Regions from separate parts of the Sus scrofa genome. Here region 2 is linked to region 1. Evidence: chromatin contacts called from public HiChIP or PLAC-seq data. All regions are on one chromosome and are shown on one strand. The core of a region is the stretch at or near the end of the contact, and the rest is flanking DNA. Distances in the headings are between cores, read along the strand shown. Region 1 holds the start of WNT7B (protein Wnt-7b). Region 2 has its middle 100 kb from the start of WNT7B.

Region 1 (7,841 bases), core at 3,125-5,624:
CAGCCCCCAACTCTGGCCTGCCCTACCTCACTTCTTTCGTTCTCCTTTGAGGAGTTGGTTGGCATAGGTGTGGGGAGATCGAAAGAACACACTTTTCTTTCTTTCTTTTCTTTTTTCTTTTTTTTAGGGGGGGGGTGTCTTTTTAGCGCCGCAGTCGCAGCATATGGAGGTTCCCGGGCTAGGGGCCGAATCGGAGCTGTAGCTGCCAGTCTACACCACAGCCACAGCAACTCGGGATCAAAGCCGTGTCTGCGACCTACACCACAGCTTATGGTAACGCTGGATCCTTAACCCACTGAGCGAGGCCAGGGATTGAACCCACGTCCTCATGGATGGTAGTCAGATTCATTTCCATTGAGCCGCAACAGGAACTCCCGAAGAACACACCTTTCTGAACATCCTCCTTCCAGGGATTTTTTTTTTTTTTTTAAGCCCAAGTCACATTTTTGAGTCCCACCTCCTATTGTCTGCCCAGCCTGGCTACATAAGAATATGAATGTCCGTCTAGACAGCAGTGCAGACCCCTTAAGCAGGAGCTAAGACACGAAGAGAGAAGATGACCACGAACAAGTCTGTGCAGTGGTCTCCAAGGAAGTGGATTCCCTGGCTTCTCCGCCTGGCCTGGAGATTCTTCCAGAGCTTCCTGGGGGAGGTGGCCGCCTCCCCCACCTTCATCCCCCTGGGGCAGGGCCTCTCAGGTCCCTGTGGGCTCTTCTACCTCTCCTGACCCCAAGAGTGGGAGGCAGGTGTGGAGCAAGGCTGGTCCTGGAACTTCATGACCTCCGTTCTGGGGGGTGCCAGACTTCAGATGCCTCCTACTGGCCCTGGCTCGGCGTCCTCCAGGGCCGCCGCTTGGAGGTGGCTCAGCTCCAAAGTGAGGAGCCGAAACTCCTCAAAGCCATGTGTTTCCAAATCACCCTGAAACCAAGGCGCATCTGCTTTTGAAGCCCTGATCTGCCAAAGAGTCTCAGGGGCTGAGGGCTCCATGCCTGCCGGCCCAGGGGCTCCCCTGGGGGCTGCACATCTGCACCAGCACCCAGGCTGGGGGCATGGGGCTGTGGGGAGGGGAGCAGCCCCTGAACACCCATAAGCATGGACGGCTGGGCTGGGGTGGGGGGTAGAGCTATAATCACAGAAAAGTCCCCCAACACCTACAATCTCAGATACTTTCTTAAAACTTTTTTGACCCTAAAATCCCAACCCCTGGGAATCCAGGTGGCCCAGAATCCGCTCTCTGGAGGAGTCCCTGGGTTCCTGCCATGGCGGGGACCTCACTAACAATATGAAAGGGTTGATTTCATGGGGATACCGTCCACCCCACCCGCGGAGCACAGGCCCCCAGGACTAAACTCAGCATCCGGTGAAAGAGGTGCTACTGTTACTCCGTGTTCCCAGTGAACAAAGGTGGGCTGGGAGAATAGAGAGCTCACCTGAGGCCACCCAGCAAGGAGTGACAGGGAGGATGGATCCCCAAACCTTGTCCTTGAGGCACTAGGCTTCCGGGTCATTTAACCCCTTAGATCACATCCAGGCCGAGCACACTCCCACCCTGTGTAGCCAAGATGGGCTGCAAAGAAAGCAGGCCCACTCCCCCCACCCCATGCAGGCACCTCAGTGTGAGGTGGCAGGGGCTGAGCCCCCTCCCTGCCCTGCCTTCCCCTCTGCAGACCCCAGGGTGGCTCTCTGGCTTTCCTGGCTGTGGTTTCACAGGGATGCTTAGGAGTGAGAGGGTGTGTGTTTTAGGGGCCGCCAAGGGGAGGCCTTTCCTTCCCCAGGGCTCCTTGGCAGGGACAGAGGAAAGAACCAGGGCCACCACCTGGCGGGTCTCACGCGGTCCAGGCGCCTGGGCACACAGGCTGGGTCTTGCCTCATTAGATTCTCTCTACATAGACACTAGCCACCACCCTCCCCAGGGCGGTCAGAGCTGCAGTCCCATGTACAGGCGGGAACCGGGCTCAAGGAGGAGCGGGGAGGGGGCGCCGGCCCGTGGTCTCGGCGACCTGGAGCCCTGGGAGTCCAGCCTAGGCATCGCCTTCGGCTTCTCCTACTGGCGGGGACTGGGGAGATGGGGCTGGATCCATAGAGCTCTCCCCACGGCTGGAAGCGCAAGCGGGTGCTCTCCGATGACTCCTGCTGAGGAGCTGGTGTTCGGGAGAGCAGCCGGTGGTGGAAGTCCCAGCTCTGCCACTTACTCTTGTGGACAGTCACTTGGCCTCCCCTGCCCCATCCCTTCCCAGTCCTTAAAACAAGAAAATTGAAAGCACTTACCTCCAGGGTTGCCTGGAGGCAACAAGGCCTCAGTTCGAGAAGCAGGTGGCGGAGCGTAAGCCTCTTTGGGGGCTGCCCATTACTTTAGGGGGCACAGGGGGCGAAACTGTAACCTCAGGGGCTGCTGAAGAGTCTGGAAACCCATGCCTCCCTCCCCAATCCCCCCCAGCGCCCCACCTCCCCAGCAGACTCAGCACAGGGCACCCTCACCTCCCATAAACAAACACCCAGGGACACAGCCTACACACAGACCCACAACAAACAGAGCCACCAGCCGCCGCAGACACGCCCGCCCAGGCCTGCAGAGCTGAGGCTAGGACAGGGAGCTTCCAGCCCTGCCTTTGCCTGGCCTTGGTCTCTGCGGGCCTGGGCCTCAGTTTCTCCTTCTGTAAAATGGTGGAGAGGGCCATGGAGGGAGGGGCGGTGGATGAAATTATTCTCAGGTCGGCTTCTGCCTCTCCGCCCGCCCGGGAGGCGAGGCCGTGACTCCGGCCCTCCCTCGGGGCTGTTCCCCAGCTCTCCCCGCCGCCGGGACCCGGCCTGCCTTCCCGTGGTTGGCAGCGCACAGTAGGCGCGCAGGGCGCGTGGTCGGGGCGCGGAGCCGTGGGCGCCCAGGGCGAGGGGCCCCGCACCCCCTCATGGTCACATCGCCCCCCACCCCCACTTCGAGCGAGGCCGAGACAGATTCTGTCTAAAGGAGATCGCAGCTCAACAGGTAAGGACTCGGCTGGGTTCAGGAATGTGGAAATACGACTCGGAGCAGCTACTGCAGCGAGCAGCGAGCGCGGCCCGCCGGGCGCCCGCCCGCCCGCCCTCCGGGCCGCGCGAGGGGGAGCGCGGCGAGAGGGGGCCGGGCAGAGGGCCCCCGGCGGGCGGGGGCGCCGGGCCGGGACCGAGCCCGAGGCGGCCCGGCCGCCCGCGCGGCCCATCCCGAGCCAGCCGGACGAGTTGTCAAGGTAATTTCAACACGTCCGGGTGATGGATAGAGACGAAGGGCCGTGGCGAGTGCCCAGGCCTGCGCGCTCGCTGCCGGGGTGCGCGTCCCCGCCCGCCCGCCCGGGGCCCTCGGCCGCCCGAAGCCCCCCGCCCCCCGCCCCGGCGCGCCCTCCAGGCGGCGAGCGCTCGGCCTGGGCTCGGCGCCCGGCGCGGCCCGGGGGAGGGAAGGCGCGTCCCACCCCCGGGGCCTGGAGCCCAAACAGGTGAAAGTACGCGCCGGGCACGCTCGCCGCTACCCGCGAGCCGGGCCGCCCGCGCGTCCTGCTCTCCCTCCTCCAGCCCTGGGCCGGGCGCCCCTCGGGAGTGCCCAGGGCTCGAAGGGCTTGGCTGCATCTCTGCCGGCCCGGGACGAGGGTCCAACACTCAGGCCAGCCTCGGATCCCCGAGAGCCGCTATGCCCCACGCCTGTACCCATGGCCCCCTGGGGGACCCTACGGAGGCGGCTCCTGCAGGCTGCTCAGATCCCGGGCAGCGGCCCCTGCCCACTGGGCTACTCACCCAAGCTTCACGTAGAGAACGCCAAAGCAGAGAAACACGTAGAAAATCCACTTGCGAAAGTTTCTGTGCATGATCCAGGGAGGGGGGCTGCGCCATAGACAGCGGCGGCCGGAGGGGACGCGCGGGCCGGGCGAGGATCGCGCGGGAGCGGGGGGCGGGGGGCGGCGGCTTCGGTGGACAGCTCTCAGCCGGCGCTGCGGCTCCGGCGGCCGGCGACGCGCGGGCACTCGGCGCGCGCTGCCACCATGGTGAGCCCGGGCCGCCGCCGCGTGCGCCTCGGGGAGTGACCTGGGCCGGGGGCCGTCACCTCGGAGCCGGGCGGAGTGACCACAGGGCCCCACGGGCGCCGGCTGGGGCCGAGGCGCGAGCGCAGCGGGCGGGCGGGCTCTGCCGCCACTGGGGGCAGCCGCCTGGGGCCGTGCGCGCCTCGCTGAGCGCTGCGGCGGCCAATGTGTCCGCACTTGTCGGCCTCCCCAGGTGACTCGCGCCCCGGCAAGCGAGCTGCGAGCGAGCCCCAGGTAGGAGGATCCGCCTCCCGCCCGCCCTCCTCGCTCGCCGTGCGCTCTCTCTCCCTTGCTCCCGGGCTCTCCCTCCCTTTTCTCCTCCCTTCCCGTGACACACAAACGCATCTATCCCCGGAACCCCCTCCCCAGGCCGGCTCCCTTCCGATTGCCCTCCCGGGACTCGGGGGGGGGGGAGGGGGTTGGGTGCTTAGAGGCGGGGGGCGGGGGGAGGGGGAGGGTGCGGCCGGGAAAAGACACCTGCGGAGGGCCCCGCCGCTCCTCTGCACCCGTGGGGGTGGGGACCGGGGGGAAGGGCCGACTCAGGTTGTGGTAGCCATTTGGCTTCAGTGTTTAGTGGGGGGGGGGAAGAGACCACCCACCCCCATCGCGTTCTGGGCGCGCTTCTCCTTCCCCCAGCAATTCTTTACATGAGGTCCCCCAGGGCCACACCCTTAGCCCAGGCATCGCTGCCAGCCCCACAGACTTGGATCAGAGCCCTCCTCCAGCGCCCAGAGTCCCCCCACACCTGTCGATCCTGCTGTTAGTGGCGCTTAATCAGAGTAGGAACAAGGAAGGAACAGAGAGATAGGCCTGGCCAGATGCAGGAGGATGGCTCAGATGACCTGCTATGGCAGCCACTTGGCTGAGCACCATGGCGGAGGAGGAGGAGGAGGATGTAGAGGGGTCCCCTGGCTCTGTGGAGGCTCCTACCCCAAGGACCCCTGCTGGCTTTCCCGGCCACCCTTGTTCCCCTCCGTCTGCTGTGTCTCCTCTGCAGCGCTGGGCTCCGTATTCATGTTCAGCGCCCAGAGCTTGGGGCCGGAACCACCACCCAGCCTCGCACACTGGAGGGGCCTGATTTGGCTCCGTGCCCCGGGAGTGGGTACCAAGTAGCAGACCCTGCCGCTGGGCAGAACCCCTGTCTGTTCTGAGAGGGCAGAATGGTGAGCCTCTGCCTCATCGCCGTCCTGGCCAGGCTCCTGCCCTGCTCCGCGGGTTTACAGACCTGGACGCCTTCCAAGGTGCCACTCCTGGGCAAGTGAATGGAACTGGGAAGCGCTTGGTCACCGAGGACCAGCCAAGACTCGAGACTTGCTGGGGTGAGAGTATGAGCACCAGAGGTGGGGGCGGGGGGGGGGTAGGAGGAGTGCTTCCAGCCACCCTTGGCCCCACCTAGTCCAGGCCCAGCCCAGCCGGGACTTTAACTCAGAGCCCACCTTCCGCCCCCCCAACAGTCCCTCTCGACCCCCTGCTCCTGATCCCCCCTTAATCCTTCCAAATCCCCTGAACCTTTGCCACGACCCTGGCGCGGGCCATTCCTCGGCCCCTCGATCAGAGGCGGGGCCGGTGCAGCTGTGCGGAGCGGGGCGGATAAGGAGCATTTACAGATGAAAGCGAGTGGGAGACAATCGCAGGCAGGGAGGTTGAGGCACAGAAAGAAGTGAAATGACAATAGAGGCTTCACCCTCGAGGGTCCCCTGTGTCCCAGCGCCCCAGATGTCACCCCGTTCCACGGAACAGGAAGCTGAGTCCTGGAAATGGGAGGGTCGGGGGCCGAGCCCTCGCAGCCGGTGGCTGGAGCGGGACCGACTGGGAGGTGGGAGTCGCGGGAGGAGCTGGGGCGCGCGAGACGATGCTGCCACCCGGCGGTGACACGGCAGATGCTCCGACGCGAGGCGGCGGGCGCGCCAAGACCGGGGTGGGAGAGGGGTGTTGCGGGCCGCTTGAGCCACGCCAGGTCCCGGGACTGCGAGGCGGGCAGTGTGCCCCATCCTGGCACAGATTCTGGGAGCCGCCTCGCCTGGTACCGCCACCAGCCTCGGTCTCCGCCTCCGATAATGGGGCGAATCCTCGGGACTGTGGAGTGTGGCGGGACTTAAATAATAGCCCCTGCAGTGGCTGCCTCCTCCCCGCCCGGGGCCTCGGTGACGCCCCCTGGACCTCATGCCTCGTGGACACTCCACCCCCCTACCCCTAACCCGATCCCAGAGCCGAGATCGAGTAGGCTCCTGGACCAGCGGGGTGCGGTGGGGCCAGGAGAGGAGAGGTCTGCGGCCAGCCGGCGGGACGCCAAGCTTAGTTCACTCACTCCGCCTGCTGCTCTGTGCCTCAGTTTCCCAGGGAGGACGCGATGCACGTCCTTGGGTCTCCCGACACCGCGTGTGGAGGGACACAACGGCGCAGCGTCGTGCTGCCCCCTGCCGGCCGCCTGGGGAGGCGGCTCCGGGGAGAAAGGCCCCCGGAGCAGGTACTGAGGGGCGAGGTTTGAAGACTGGCTGCCTGACCTGCAGCAGCCTGCTCCCCGACCTCTGGCTTCTTGGCATCTCCAAGGGGGTTGTGGGTGGCTTTAAGGTTGGGGAAGATCTGGAGTAGAAGAGCTCTAAGAATCCTCTGTGTGTGCGTGTGTGTGTGTGTGTGTGTGTGTGTGTCTATGTGTGTGTACACAGCAGGCCAGAGGTCCCTCCCCAGCCTGGGTCCCAGAGCTGATTCCAGGGCTCTGAGATCTGCTGACAGTCACCCCACCCCCACACCATCCCTCCTCCCGAAAGGACTGCAGGTCCAGTCGTCCTGATAGGGCCAGGGTCGACCCCAAGAGTCCCCCATCTGTTTGGGGTGGGGGAACGACTGGATAGGAAGAAGCAGAGGGGGTGCTTCTGCTGGGAATGGGGTTCTGGTACTCAATGAACATGACCTGCCAATGCCCAGGGGCAGAAGTCTGGGTCCCCTAGGGACCCCAGATGGGTCTTGGGCCACCTTGGGGCTCCGGGGGCTCAATGGCCCCAGCCACTTCTTCCCTGCACGACCTCAGAACTTGAAAGCTCTGCTACCTGGGTTTCCTCATTGCTACGTGGGGGAAACAACAACTCCTACACCCCGTGACTTCTGATACTTGAATGCATTAACCCACATGAAGGTGTTTGGATGGTGCCTGGTGCGTGGTGGCACTCGGTCAGTGCAGGCTCAGCCTGACACCTTCTGGCCCCTTCCTGCCCCTCCACCTCATCACACACATGGGAACCCTTGTCCTTTTCTCCCTTGTCTTTCCTTCTGTTACTTGAACCCATCAAGCCAGTTCTGCCCCAGGGCCTTTGCACATGCTGCCCTTTCTGACACAGTGCTCTCCCCCTGGTCCTGTGTGGCCTCGGCATAAGTGTCTCACATCAGAGAGACTCAGGTTCCTCCCCCCAAACAAACTCACGGCTGTTCTCTATGATAACACTGCTGTTCCCTTTGTGGCCCAGAGGCCAATGTCATCGTTTGTTTCCTGTGTACCACCAGCCTACAAACTCCATGGAGAGAATCGCCACATCCACTTTGGTTCCTGCTCTATTCCCAGGATACAACAGAGCGTGGCGCAGGGTAAGGGCTCAGGAGGCACGCATGGGCTGGTTTTCCAGGCGGCAGCGGCATCTGTGTCTGCAGGGCTGCAAGCTGGAGAGCAAGGACCTTGGACCCTTGAGTTGAAGCTCAACCACCCTCTCCAGCATCAACCACACCCCATTCTTGCTGCCTTTCTCCTGGCCTTGCAGTGAAGTGTCTCCTGAATCCCAGCAATTCCTACTGCGGGTCCACTTG
Region 2 (7,841 bases), core at 3,775-6,274, 100 kb before region 1:
ACCTACACCACAGCTCACGGCAACGCTGGATCCTGAACCCACTGAGCGAGGCCAGGGATCGAACCCGAAACCTCATGGATATCAGGCTCATTACCGCTGAGCCACAAAAGGAACTCCTAGGAAATATTTTTAACTGAATATTAATGGAAGAGCCACATAGCAAGAGACGGGGGCTGCAGCTAAAGCTCTTCCGAGATGTATTACCTTAAAAAGCATATGTGAGAAAAGATAAGACCCATAACCTAATAAGCATGATTTTATGTTAATAAATTTGAACTTTAAAATGACATGGACAAATTCCTTAAAAAAAAAAAAGGGGGCAAAACAGACACAAAATGAATTAAAATCTTCTAGTTTAAATGTTAAATCTCTAAAACATCCACAGAGGAAACTCCAGGCTCAGATCGCTTCAGCTGCAAGTTCTAGCGACATTTTAGAAACTCTGCTAACCACAGACTCTTCCAGAAAAAGAGGGAACCGTTTACAACTCACTTTATAAGGCCAGCACGATCCTGATCCCAAAATCTGATGTTTGTTGGAAGAAAAGAACAAATAAGAGCCTCTCCAAAGACCCTGAACACGTTATTAGCAAACCGTGCATTCTAAGGATGCTGCCACCCACAGCACATGGAATTCCCAGGCGGGGGACTGAACCTGCGTCCCGGCGCCCCCAAGATGCTGCTGATCCCATTGTGCCACAGCAGGAGCTCCAGCACTGGGTGTATGTCTGAGGTGGCACTGGCAGAGCTCAGAAAAGGGTGGTCTTTTCAACAAGTCCTGCTGAGACCATTGACTGTCTGCAGAGGGTAAAGGAAACCTGACCCCTGCCTCGTATCTTGTGAAAATATCAGCCACTATAGTTGGATTGTAAATCTGAGTGGGAGAAGCAAAGCGCTACATCCTAGAATATAGAATCTCACCACAGTCGTCAAGGGTGAGATTTCTCAGCCGTGTTACGAGAGCTATCGAGATGGGCTTTATTACAAATGAAAGAGTCACCATCAAGAGAGCCGAAAGGCCACGGGAGGAATTCCTATTGTGGCGCAGTGGAAACGAAGCCGATTAGGAACCATGAGGTTGTGGGTTCGATCCCTGGCCTTGCTCACTGGGTTAAGGAGCCGGCGTTGCTGTGAGCTGTGGTGTAGGTTGCAGACGCGGCTCGAATCCCGTGTTGCTATGGCTGTGGTGTAGGCCAGCAGTGGTAGCTCGAATTGGACCCTTGCCTGGGAACCTCCATATGCCACCAGTGTGGCCCTAAAAAAAAAAGAAAAAAGAAAAAGGCCACGGGAGATGCTATTGGAAACACACGCAACTGACAAAGGGTTCACTTCCCAGATATGTAGGGAGCTATGCACCAGTCACGAAGCGGGAAAAGGGGGGACAGGACTTGACCAGGCAGCTGACAAAGACGACGCCCGTTTCCCCAGTGGATTACTAAGAACCTCGTCGGTAATCAAGGAAGTGATGAAACCGCAGTGAAGCAGCCCCGCTCCCCACCAGCACAGTCACCGTAAACAGCCTGACAACACCGTGTGTTTGTTGAGGAGGATGTGGGGCAGACAGGACTCCTCAAACGCTGCTGCGGGAGGCGTCGGTGGCCCCACCCTGTAACCACGGGGAGGCACGGCCTGGCCTTCGTTATCCACTAAGCTTGAACTTGAGCAGGATGCCCGGCGCTTCCGCCGCAAGGGTCGCATGGAACCGAAAGACCCGCGTGGCTGATCCTGGAGACGCAGGCGACTGGTGGTTACTGGGACAGCCAGTCCTCAGCCGTGTCATGGTGACATGCATGGTGCGTTCACCGCAGCAGGGGCCGGGGGCCACTCTCAGCAGGGCTGAGGTCCCCAGTGGTGAGTGATGGCGGGACGATGTGTCTGTGACGGCCGTGAGCGGATTAGACGGGGCGTGCGAAGCGCAGTCGCACAGGCGTTTCCCTCTGCGACAGGTCACTGGGCTGTGCCCTTGGGCTTTGTCCTTTTCTGCAGGACACCCACACGCTCACCTGCTCCGCTGGGCGCAAGCTGAGCCGCTCTAACAGAGACCCCAGACGGCAGTGGTCCAGCCAGCATGAAGCTTGCTGCTTCTCACGTGACGAGTGGCCGCTGGGCTGTCCCTGGAGGCAGACAGGCAGGCGGGGTGGGTGCCAAGAGCCCTGGGCTCAGCCGGGGGCCACTTCCTCCGTGTCTTACTGCTCTGCCCTCTCCGGGGTGTCGCCCCGTGTGTGCACTTGAAGTTGGGTGACCACACAGTGCTCGTTTCCTGCCTTTGGGAAGAAGGAGGCCGAGCAGAGGGCAGGCAGTTTCCTTTGAAGGAAGCGGCCTGGACTCGAATGCGTCTTGTACTCTCCTCTTAGCGAGAATTCAACTCCGTGGCCGCATCTCAGCCTGCGTGATGCTCGGCCATGCTGTGTCCGGTTGGTAGCCTGTGCCTCCCCCTGCCGCCCGCTGAGCGCTAGTGGCCCCTGACCCCAGGAAGGAGGGAAGGTAGGTGGTGGGGACAGCACCCAGGTGTGACGTCAAGCCCTGCGTGCTTGCCATGCGGGGAGGGACTTCATCTCCTGGCCCTTCATAGCCCCCTCCTCGTGCGGCCGAGGGCTGTTTGGGCAGGTGCATTTGGCACGAATGGCCTAAAGAATAAGGCAGCCTGAGGAGCAGTGCCAGGGTTCATGCCCACAGAGGGATCCCAGAGCTGAGCACGAAGGTCGGGCCAGGGCCAGGGCAATTCAAGAACGAAAGGGGGGAGTTCCTGTTGTGGCCCAGTGGTAATGAACCCGACTGGTATCCTTGAGGACGCAGGTTCGATCCCTGGCCTTGCTCAGTGGGTTAAGGATCTGGCATTGCCATGAGCTGTGGTGTGGGTCCCAGATGCAGCTCGGATCTGGTGTTGCTGTGGCTGTGGTGTAGGCCGCAGCTACAGCTCTGATTTGACCCCTAGCCTGGGAACATCCATGTGCCACAGATGCGGCCATAAAAAGAAAAAAAAAAAAGAGAGAGAGAGAAGGTGTGTCTACCACAGTGCAACAGCATCAGCAGCACCTCGGGAGCACTGGGATGCTGGTTCGATGTCCGGCCCTGCACAGTGGGTTAAGGACCCAGCGTTGCTACGGCTGCAGCTTAAGTCGTGACTGCGGCTGGGATCTGATCCCTGGCCTGGGAACCCCATCTGCTGCAGGTGGCCAAAAAAGAAAAAAAAGAGAAGCCAGGGAGCGGGAGATGGTGACAGAGGGGTGGGGAGGCGGAGAATATGAAGCCAGAGCGCTCCCTTCAGCAGGGGGCCCGTGGCCGGGAACTTTGGAAGTCCTCATTTGAAGTAAATATGCGGGCACCTTGGCCGGCAGGACCTGGCAGGCCTGACTCAAGCCGTGAGCGGTTCGCCCTCCCTGGAGCCAGGAGGAGGCAGGTGCTGCCCTGGGGCTTGGAAAGGAGCACGGCGGCACCTCTCGCCCTGGAGGAAAGCCCTGCTCGGGGGCCCGAAGCCCTAGTCTCCTGGTCTGTGTGGGTGAGGATGGTGCAGCCACTTGGCACCAGGTTCTCCTGAGAAAGGGGCCCTGTCAGGGTCTGCGCAGAAAAGGGACCGATGAAAAGCACTGGCAGCTGTGGTCACGGAGCTGGTCAGTCCCCAAATCTGCAGGCTGCAAGTCCGGGGGTGTACGTTCCAGCCTGAAGGCCTGTGAACTTGATCCCCAGCGAAAGCCAGCTTCACTGCAAGTCCAAAGACAAGAGAAAACCCAGTCCCAGCTCAAGGCGGTCGGGAGGAGGAAAAGCCCTCCGTCTCAGGGGAGGGTCAGCTTCTCTGTTCTCGGGGCTTCCAAGCAATACGATGGGGCCCACCTGCCCTCAGGCTTCCGCTTGCTGGAGAGGCCTGTCTGCCTCGCTTACGCAGACCGGGTCCAGTGTGAGTCATCCAGACACACCCAGAACCGTGTTGGACCCCTTGTCTGGGCATGCCCTGGCCTGGTCAGGTTGACACAGGATGAACCATCACGCCTTGCCAGGGTCCTAGGGGTGGGGGGGCTTGTGTGTGTCCTGTTGCAGTGGAGGCTGCTGCAGCTGGGGCGGGAAGGGACCCTCCGCTGGCCCTGGCCATGTTAACTGCCTGGTTGCCCCTCTGCATTCCCGCTGGGCTGGCAGGGGCTGGGCCTGATGGGTATTTAGCACTGAGGCCTGGATTGTCCCCCCTCCCGTATCCGTGTGTTGAAGCCCTAACCCGAGGACCTCAGAATGTGGCTGAATCGGGGGAGAAGCCCCTTAAAGAGGTGATTTTATTAAAAGGAAGCTGTTAGGGCGGACCCCGGTCCAGTCTAACTGGACACAGACCCCAGGGGCGTGCGTGCTCCGAGGGACCATCTCACAGACAGGAGCAGGATGGCGGCCGTCCGCAAGCCCAAGGAGAGGCCTCGGAGGAAACCCGCCCTGCTGACACCTTGGTCTTAGACTTCTGGCCTCCAGACAGAGAGGCTGGGTGTCTGGGACTTAAGTCACAGTCTGTCACCTTGTTCTGGCGGCCCCAGCAGACAGACACAAGTGCAAGTGCTCCGTGTGTGCTGAAGGTCAAAGCAATAAACCACGGTGGCCCTTGTCCTGGAGGAGCCCCCTGTGTCATGGGGGAGGCCGACTCGAAGCAGGAGCTGCAGCCCTGGGCCCCAAAAGCCACCGTGGGAACAGAAGAGGCTTCCTGAAGGCTTCTGGCGGCCACTCCCCGTGGCTGTGGGTTCGAAAGGCGTTTTGAGCAGGGAGCCCGTGTGCATCAGCCTGGAGCCCGGAAGGACAGCGCCTCTGGGAACTTGGGGCGACCTCGTGTGCCCCCCCAAGGAGTTGGGCCCTGGCCTGAGACGGTGCGAAGCCCCCCCTCCGCCCCCCAGCAGGAGACCCTCACTCTGGCGGCTGCAGAGGTGTTGGACCAAGCAAAACAAGAGGCAGCCTGGCAGAGCAGAAAGCCTCGCTCACCACCGGCAGCGTCCCCATCTGGGGACGGCCAGTTACCGGGCATCTCCGAGTGCCAGCGCCTACCTCTTTTCCATCAGGCCAGAATCCAGCGAGGATTAACCTGACGGTTTGCGGCAGGGGCTCGCTTTTAGAAGATGCTCGGTGATTGGGCGGGTCCTCCCCCGCAGGGGGCGTGGCGGGAGCGGCACAGGAGCCCCGCCCAGCCCTGCCCCGCTGCCTCCCCTGACCCCCGACCTGCGTGGATCCTTCTCCCTCTGTTCCCCTAAGTCTTGCCCATTGTCCCAAACCCCCATAACACGCCCCTTCTCCAGGGGCCCTGTCAAGGGCGTAGGTTCACCTTAACCTTCACCTCCCACGAACCCCTGGGTTTTGCGGCGACTGCCTAGAGTGTTTCATGCGCCAGGACCACTGACTCAGAAGTGGCGCTGCAGGGGGTGGGGTGGGGGCGTGGATCTGGCGCCTTTGCACAGCAGGCCGCCGGGAAATGGTCACCACAGCGCATCGTGACTTTCACGCAGCTGTGCTCTGTGACCCCGACACCTGGCCAGCCATCCCTCCTCCAGCAAACAGCAAGTGCCGGGCACTCTGCCGGGCGCTGCGTCTGGACAGTCAGTGGTCCCCGTGCTGCCCCCGGTGTGCCGAGGGAGGCAGACGTTGACCAGATCATGAAAGAAAGTGCGGTTACAGCTGTGCTGGGTGCCCCGAGGGACACTCGGGCCTGCAGCGAGCGTGCATAGCAGTCGCCGCCATACCCACCTATGTCATGCCACCTGCACCCCTGCAACGAGCTCCACAAGGCTCTGCAAGAGCTTGTTTTCCCCAAATGTCTCTTTCCTCTTCCTGCCTCTGCATCCACCGGTCCCTCCAGCCCTCCTTCTTTGGGGGCTGGTCCCTCCACTTGAGCAGGGATGCCATCCCGGGTCACGGTCGTGGGGTGGGGGGTCTCTCTCTTCCTCCTGTGTGCGTCCTTTCCAACAGGCTCAAGTTTCACCCATCTAAAAACAACAACAACAACAACAACAAAAACCCCACACAACTCCCCAGTTCCAGACACCCTTTCATTCATTATTTAGCTCCGTTGTCTTCTGACTCTTGGTTCATATTTTTTTAAAAGAACTTTGAAAAAAATCTACACCAACATTTCAAGCTGATATTGTTCTACAGCTCAAGTATTTAGAGTTACAAATAATATCATTTGCCACAGATGGTAGAGAGGCTTTAAAGAAAACGAATACATCACTCCTGTAAGTGATTTTAACAGAATTGACATGTAGAAAAATGTAGTTCCCGCCACATCCATTTTATAGACAGAATGTGCTTTCTTTTCATGTTTGGAAATAATGTGTTTACGTTTTCTTCTAGCAGCTGCATTTCCATTTCACTTTACTCACAGAATTTTCTCCTAATGTCATGTTCTTATGCTTGAAGTCATACAGAATATGTATCACATCACATACAGAATTAAGTTCTGGCCATATGAGAATGAAATTAAAATCCATTGGAAAAAGATACCTGGACAATATCTGAATATTTGGAAATGAAAATGCACACTGCCCAATAGCCTGTGGGTGAAAGAAAAATTATAAAACACATTTAAAATGTTTGAGTGATAAGAAGAAGAGAATACAGCCAGCCCTTGGTATCTGTGAGGGGTGGGTTCCAGAATTCACCTCAGATACCAAAATCCACAGATGCTCAAGTCCCATTGTCCCCACCCCCCATGGCCAAAGTTCCGCATCTGCGGATTCAGTCCGTCCGGGAGCATGTGGCACCATGGTGTCTGAGGGCAACCGGAGGGCTAAGTGTACCTGCAGAGTTCAGACCTACGTTGTTCAAGGTCAGCTCTACATGAACAATTCTGAAACGCAGCTAAAGTTGTGTTGAAGGAAATTGAGAGCTTTTAAATGTTTTGTTAGAAAAGAGGAGAGATTAAATCAATCTGAAGTTTCCACCATGAGAAGCTAGAAAAAGAAGAGCTAGTGAAACACAAAGGACCAAGGACGTAGAAGAAAGCAAACTACCAGGGAAAGCAGAGATCAGGAGTTCCCGTCGTGGTGCAGTGGAAACGAATCCGACTAGGAACCCTGAGCAACAGATGGTAGAGAGCTCGGGTTCGATCCCTGGCCTCCCTCAGGGGGTTAAGGATCCGGTGTGGCTGTGGCTGTGGTGTAGGCCGGCAACTACAGCTCCGATTGAACCCCAGCCTGGGACCCTTCATATGCTGCAGGTGCGACCCTAAAAAGCAGAAATCAATAAAATAAGACATGGGCAAACAGCAGAGAAAACTCAGTAAAACCAAAAGCTGGTTCTTTAAAAAAAAAAAAAAAAAAATCAAGTTGACAAATCTCCAGTGAGCCTGCTCGAGGAAAAAAAATCCCACAGATTAACAAGATCAAGAAAAAGGGGACATCACTACAAATCCTACAGGCATGAAAAGGAAAATGAGGGAAAGAGGAATGTGTGTGCAAAAAAACCCCAAGAAAATTGAAATGATTTCTGCTAAAGACATGAATTATCAAAATGGACAAAAAAAGAAATAGAAGATCCACAGAGCCCTATATCTGTTAAAGAAATTGAATTGGCGATTGAACTTTCCACCAAGAAAATCCCAGGCCGCTGTCTCCAGTCCGAACGCCCTCTGAAGCATGCCGCACCCGGGAGCCAGCGCGAAGTTTCTAGAACATGAATCAGCCACGTCATCCCCCCACTCCAAGGGTGGCTTACCCCCCAGCATGCCTTTCCAGGCAGTTTGGTCTGGGTGCTGCGTGCTTCTCCACAGCCTCATCTCTAAGCACCATCCCTCCCGACTCCCCGCACGTACGCGCACACGCATAGGCTCGGCACAAGCCTGATTTCTACCGCAGCAGCTCTCCGCTGGCAGTACCCTCCACCCCC

The links. HiChIP or PLAC-seq counts read pairs in DNA pulled down with a chosen protein or histone mark.
Region 2: a contact with region 1 is called in an H3K27ac HiChIP or PLAC-seq map of alveolar macrophages, with 4 times the contacts expected there. The contact joins the enhancer-like site here to the promoter of WNT7B in region 1. A contact is called at or near these places in 1 of 5 promoter capture datasets (liver), 19 of 47 Hi-C or Micro-C datasets (adipocytes, alveolar macrophages, embryonic fibroblasts and 12 more) and 2 of 2 datasets of contacts at active chromatin or transcription factors (alveolar macrophages and skeletal muscle).

What each region holds. Positions count from the first base shown.
Region 1 is chr5:3,517,945-3,525,785 of Sscrofa11.1, reverse strand. It overlaps WNT7B (protein Wnt-7b), which reads right to left and starts at 4,374. Exons shown (of 4, transcript XM_021091384.1): 1 at 3,763-4,374. The coding sequence starts at 3,833. LOC110260613 (a long non-coding RNA gene) reads left to right here and starts at 2,501. Exons shown (of 3, transcript XR_002343852.1): 1 at 2,501-2,983.
Region 2 is chr5:3,621,259-3,629,099 of Sscrofa11.1, reverse strand. No RefSeq gene overlaps it. Among named protein-coding and RNA genes, the nearest start is that of WNT7B, 100 kb to the right of the region's middle. Within about 2 kb of position 5,024, at least 9 of the 83 cell types and tissues checked have an H3K27ac peak or open chromatin away from gene starts, as enhancers often do. A contact at or near this core is called in alveolar macrophages, where this site is marked.